Regions from separate parts of the Juglans regia genome. Here region 2 is linked to region 1. Evidence: chromatin contacts called from public Hi-C data. All regions are on one chromosome and are shown on one strand. Each heading gives the region's core, a stretch centred on a gene start, on an enhancer-like site or on the middle of the called end of the contact. The rest is flanking DNA. Distances are from core to core; before and after follow the strand shown.

Region 1 (3,515 bases), core at 822-3,321:
CTATCCATTTGGCGTTCTGTTATTGGAGATGAAGTTCCATTGATAAATTTTTCGGGTGGCCGAAGGCCGACCCACACTCCTCCCCGAAAGGGATAGAGCCACCTCTGGCGTGACTCGTCCATTTCTACTCGCGGGGAGGTAGGTTGGAGCTGGTGGAGTTTCCTTTGGTGGTGATTCTATTGTCAGAGAGTCTTTTGTTGAAGTAAAGTCCGTTGGTGGAGATTTTGTCTTTGGGTGGCCAAGGGCAGACCCGCACTCCTCCGTAAGAGGGATAAGGCACTCCTCCGTTGTTGAAGTAAGCTGCTGATGGCAATCCCATTGATATAAATTACATTGATGATGTCTGTCTCTTTTTATTCATTATTCGGGCGGTCTATAGACTCGACCCTCACTCCGTCAGGGAGAGGTCGGAATGCCTCATGCCATTCTGCCTCTTTGTCCCCTGGGGAGGTAATTCGATCAGCGATGTAACTGGTTAACTCTTTCACTACGACGGGGGTTGGGGTAAGTTATTTAGGTAGCCGTGAGGCTGATCCCGCTCTCCATTGTGGGAAGGATAAGGCAACCTTAAGGCCTATCCTTCCATTTCCATATAGTATCCTGCTAGGAGGTAAGTAGTTCGGGCAGTCTGTTACTAAACCCGTTCCCACCCGTTGACATCATAGGAAATGGTAAGTTTGGGTTAGGCTGTCACTGATCCCACACTTCGACGTAGCGGGGGCTAGGGTAAGTTATTCGGGTTGCCGTGAGACTGATCTCACTCTGCACTGCGGGAGGGATAAGGCAACCTTAAGGCCTCCAATTGAGATGCAAGGAATCCATGATGTATTTCATGTGTCGACTTTGAAAAAGAGATAAAATAAATTGTATAAATTAGTATTTTCATTTTTTTTTTTCTAGTTTAAACTTAGGCCTCCAATCCTTTCCTAAGCACAGATGGTGGCTTGGGTTCTTCATCAGGTTGATGAGTTTCTATTTGGGTGGGCCACCGTCCAGGCCACCACTATTTATACAACTGACCCTAGCGGACGAGTTACTATGTTAAATTCGTGATGTTTACCTTTCCATTGCCGGATGTATCAGTGGAGCCTGTCAAGGTACCTCTTGTGGAGGATATACCGGGAAACTTGAGTTGGGAACGTTAGGGAAAATGGAGATTTGAAAAAGAGAAATGATACTTGCAGTCGTGAGTATGCAAGTGTCGTGCAGTCGCTTTGAAAAATGGGGACATCTACTCATCGTATATGTAGAAACATTTCGATAATTTTTCTATTTTATAAACAACATAGAATTTTTTGATAGAGAGATACTAAAGGAATGGCCTACTTGTAGTAAGTTGTAGAAGGTATCCTTAGATAATGAGCCATGATAAAGTCTCTCTATAAGATTAAAAAAATTGATGTCTAGGAAGGATTACGACTTTTTGGTAAATGTAGTCTTAGAATACCTCACGATTATTTATTGTTTTATTATTACTTTTTACTATTATTCAATATTCTATCATTACTTTTTCACTATTATTCACATAATACCTCACTACCCAAACGCAACCTTAATTGTGGCTAAATTAATTATATATAATTTCGAAGAGTGTCCTAGTTATCAGTTTTTATATATATAATATCGTACTAGAGAATTTACAACATAATTTGAACTTTTACAAGCTATTGTCTAACTGTTTTGAACTACGTATGGTAACAGCAATGTAAATCTGGTTTGAGAAGGAATAGATTACATTATGGTTAGTGTATTAGAGCATCCCAACCAATTGGCAATCATGGCAAAATTTTCAAGAATCAATGACTTATAGTCCCATATCTGCATAAACAATCAAGCAAGCTCAGGTACAAAAATGGAAAGCTCCAAGGAAAAACTCAGTTATAGCAAATTGAGATATAGTTTGGATCAAAATAAAAGGAAGATGGATATAGAGATTATAGGCAGAGATGATCTTGGAGTACCATTAGCTGCAAGGCTAATTCCAAAGGATTTTTGTCCTTGTCACAGTTCAAGGAAGAACTGAGTGGGCTTATGGGCTTCTCCACCTTCGGCGTCATCCCCGTCTTCTTTTATTAGATTTAGTGAGTCAGTTCTGGTGGGCCGGGTGTTTGTTCTTTGGGGCCTGGTTTGTTTACAGTAGGACTTATGCTTTAATCTACTTGGACTTTTGCTATTTTCGCATGTATTCGGCCTGGCCCATGACATCTATAGCTTGCATCGCCTGATAGAATTATGGATATAAAATAATATTAAAAGATGTTAAATATCGTTAACGCTAGTTTTTTTTACAACTTATCTCATCTCATCATTACAACTTTTTCAAATTTTCATACAAAATAAAATCAATTTTTTTAAATCTCAAAACAAAAATAATATTAAAAAAATATATTTTAACAATTATTTTATTTAACTTTTAATTCTTAACTCAACTCATCTCATCTCATTTGTGAAAAACAAACGAGGTCTAAAACTAAACCATTTCCATCCTATATGTAAGATAATTATTCATTTTCATAATTACTCCTCTCAACTCATTTCATCTAATTTAATCATTACAACTTTTTTAAATTTCTACATAAAATAAAATAAACAATTCAACTTTTTTCAAATTTCAAAACAAAAATAATTTTAAAAAAATATATTCTAATAATATTTTATTCAAATTTTAACTTTAATATCAACTCATCACATCTCATCTGTGAAAATAAACGAGACTACTTGAAGTTAGCGAACATTTTGACAGGGGTAACTGATCGTGAAACTTTATAGTTATAATTTTATTGAATCAAAGTTTTCATGTATGATTCGTATGAATAAGAATGAAAATTGTAGTGTAGAATGGAGAAATGTAATTAATCATTATAGCTTAATGATGAACTTTAGGTAGGTTCTATTTTTAATAAGAGTTAACAATTAAAAAGGAACTGAACTCGTATATTTGATACCTATATAGTATATTGGGGTTTATTAAGGAAACAGAAAAAAAGATACCTATATTGGGTTCTTCTTCACTAAACTATGAAAAGTTATACCAGCGTTTTTAATTTGCTAGAAATTATAGAATTATTACTCTATAACAACTTATTTATAATTATGTAATAAAATAATATTATTTTAAATTTTATTTGGCTTTTCACTTTTGATTTGATGGATTTAAATATAATAAAAAATATTATTATTTTTAAAATTATATATAAATTGTGAATAAGTTGTAAACTATCTACATATATGTAGGGGTAATTTTAACCATTTGACAACAGATTTGAGTTTTGGGTATTTTTGGAAGCCACGAAATCGATATATGTACGGGTAATGTTAATACAATCGTAAGGTGAGCTAGATTCACGCATTTTGTCTTGAAAAGAAAAATAGGGTCCAATGTTATTAAAAAATAATTTTTTTTATGTGAGTTTTAAATTTATCAAATTTTTTTAAAGAGAATGCACAACGCTTACATATACTATGACTCCAAATATTGTTTCTCAATGCATATCCAAAAAGAGTTGAGAGGGGCA
Region 2 (3,368 bases), core at 575-3,074, 190 kb before region 1:
AGGGTCATGGCATGCAATTCAATGTGTCCAAATATTTCAATGCACCTAATTACTTATCAAATTTCTGGATCTAACTGCTGGGCTCACAACATTTTATTATGAGCGCATGGTGGCACAACCCAAATACATCAAGTGTATACAAGATAATCCACCCTTTAGGAGAGATGGAAAATAAATAAGGGAAGCCAGAGAGACTTTGAGCTACATCCAGTCACACATCATGCTAAAAAACTAGAGAAATCAGCTCTCCCATAGTCTTCTTGCAATCTTTGAGATGTCAAACATTTCGTTCCTTCCATAAGTGCCACATCAGATATTAAAGAGACTTTCTCCAAGCTTCCACACTGCAGCTGCCCTCATTTTGAATTCTCCAAACAGCTAACCATTCTGCAACTCTTTAAGGTATCACCCAAGTAATGCCAAAAACCTTGAATACCAAGGCCCAAACTGATCTAGCTACCTCACGACGCAGCAACAAATGGTCAACTGTTTCCCCGCTCTTCTCACACATGCAACACCAATACTAATATTCTCATCCTTCCCAGATTGTGCATGGTAAAGATTCTCCCTAATGCAGTCGTCCAAACAAAGAATGCCACCTGCAATAGAGCTTTGTTCCTATGAACTCCTTTCAAAGTAAAGGTAATACATGCAGGGCGTAAAGTATGGTAGAAAGATCTGACCTCAAACTTCTTCGTTTTGGAAGGAATCCAACGTATCTTATCCACTCCACCACCTCCCATCTCCCATCCCGGTAGAATAGAAGAGATTGATGAATGTCGAACAAGACTCCAATTCCCAATCACGTGTTAATCAGGTAAAGGTCAAATTCCATTATCTAGAGCCATTACAGCTGAGTCAAGCGCTAGCCACCAAGGTAACCTTGTCACAAGCAATCCTGAACAACAACGAGAAAATAGCCTGCAAAGGCCTATCACCACAATCTGATCCTAGCCCCCCTTGCCTACCTCGAATCTATTAAAATAGATACTATTTCTTCCTGGTATATTTGCAATCACAAACCCCATTAGCCCCATTTACTTCATTGGAGTCCCCCCACCCCCCCAAACAATGTACAACCAAACTTAACGTCCACCATTGATCACCATAATGCTTCCCTCTCAGTGGCAAAACACCATAGCCATTTTCCAAGCATAGCATGATTGAAAACCAATAAATTTCTAACACCCAACCCCCCACCCGAGACTGGAGTACCAATCTTCGGCAAGCTGACTAGATAATATTTGGACTCCCACAAGTCCCCATAACAGATCTCTCTGCAGCTTGTGCATCTGATGTGCCACCCCAACTAGTATAGAGCAGATAATAAGAAGAGAAGTTGGATAAAGTTTTTTTTATGTAAGTAATTATGAATTTTATTAATAGAACAATAGGCATAGTCAAAGTATACAAGATTTATATAAGAAAAATGCCTAACTAGAATTTACATTAATTACAAATAATTAATGGGCACTAATCCATTAAAATCTATCGCAACTGCCCAGAGGAACAAAGTGTTGGAAAAGAAAACTTTAAGCTCGTCCATTGTCCTCTCCCGGTCTTCAAAATTGATGTCATTTCTCACCATCTAAATGTACCACAATAAAGATATGGGAGTTACTTCCATAGTGCTGCTATTTGTGGGTTACTGTATAGAACCCTCACGTTAAGAAGTCCACTTCTAAGCATGACCCATGCTAGACCCACTCTAATTAGCACCTAACCTGGTGGATCATGCTCCACACTGGTGAACTCATGCGGTTCCAACGTGCCCAAAGGCCAGAGGCTTGCCTGCATTTATTATGGTTTGGGTGTTGCTGCCCAGGAGAAAGTGGGTTCAGGCTTTCTGACTTCACTTCTTTTTCTGGTCATTCCGCTCTATCGATCGATCGATGGTGGTATTATAAGATATCTATAACCCCCAATGTTCACTCTTCCATCTTCAGCTGGTCCCTGTATTCATCCCATCGTGTTCTAGCTACCTCACAATGTAATAACAAGTGATCCATAGTTCGATTACTTATAAAAAAAAAAACAAGTGATCCATGGTTTCCCACTCATGCACATACAGCACTAGTCTATCACAACAATCCACTGCTTCCTTAAGTTAGATAAACTGCATTTGATCAAATTTAATCTGCCTCCTTTTGATTGATAGAGTGGTTTCAACCCCGCTAAACGCCATTCCATTTTATCAACGATGTCATCCCAAATTGTTTTGGCCTTAAATGAAATGATGCCCCCTAAAGGTAATCCCAAGTAGTTTCGAATTGAAGAAATATGGAACTTGAGAGTTTGTTTTTTTATTTTTTTGATAACTCAAAATTTATTGATGCCAATAGGCGTAGCCAAGTACACTAGATGTATACAAGAGAAAACATCTAGTTGGGGTGCAAAAAAAAGAAGGATAAACCCATCTAGGAAGATAAAACTAACAAAGCCCTAGCCCAAGCCCAAAGACGCGCCTGCCCCAAACCACCACCTGTGCACCAATGCCTATCCCACCAAACCAGATTTTGCCCTTACACCAAGCCACTGTTAATTCCCCAACACACTCCTCAATACTTGAAAACTCCGAACAGGCCTACTAAAAATATACAATTGGTTCTGTCTTCCCTCTAGTCCTCCCTCAACTTGAACTACCTCCCTTATCGTCATAGTTGATTGCCAAAGTAATAACGCTTTAACTCTATGCTCTTTTTAGATCTTGATTTTGTGCCAAGTGCATGACCCACCTCTATTGCAGTGAGTAGTGTTGTGAATTGGTCCTCGAATCCTTCCATGTAATCCTCACACTGTTGTGTCTCATTTACCTTGTCCAAAACCCAATCTGATAATGAATCAGTTATATTGTTAATTGGTGGGAGAGATATCAAGGGAACATCTTCTGCAGTCTCAACTCCAAACTGTGGACCAGGCCCTAAAAATTGCCCCTGGCAAGGCACCAATGACAACCACGTCCCTTCCTCTACACCAGTTCCTAAAACTCGCATCTCCTCCACAGTGCTATTGATGTTGTCACCACCCTGACTAAAGTTATGTGTCAACCAACAAGATGCTTGAAGAGGTACACCTGTTACCTTCGACGTGGGTGGTGGAACCATGGTCGCCATTTGAATTTTGGGATTAGCAGAAACTCCCCCAAAACTTGGCAATACCTTAGATTCCGTCGCGAGTGCCGTCAATTCAACGAAAAAAGCATTGGCTGCACAACTCATCACCGATTTCCGAGTCACCTTTGGTGAGGGGTAGTCCGTTTCGGTCGTCTCCACACCAATACCTGACATAGAACCCACTTCGAATGTAGATGACCTGCTTTTCCTTTTGACCCTCCACACGCGCCTGGGTATAGATTGTGTATCTACCAA

The links. Hi-C and Micro-C count contacts between places; a contact is called where the count stands out from the background.
Region 2: a Hi-C map of leaf shows a contact between it and region 1, with 1.9 times the contacts expected there. The contact joins two enhancer-like sites.

What each region holds. Positions count from the first base shown.
Region 1 is chr3:25,042,822-25,046,336 of Walnut 2.0, reverse strand. No RefSeq gene overlaps it. Among protein-coding and RNA genes, the nearest start is that of LOC109012001, 24 kb to the right of the region's middle. Within about 2 kb of position 2,071, the one cell type or tissue checked has open chromatin away from gene starts, as enhancers often do. A contact at or near this core is called in leaf, where this site is marked.
Region 2 is chr3:25,234,482-25,237,849 of Walnut 2.0, reverse strand. The region is part of intron 10 of LOC109007435 (E3 ubiquitin-protein ligase RFWD3); the gene reads right to left. Among protein-coding and RNA genes, the nearest start is that of LOC109007437, 17 kb to the left of the region's middle. Within about 2 kb of position 1,824, the one cell type or tissue checked has open chromatin away from gene starts, as enhancers often do. A contact at or near this core is called in leaf, where this site is marked.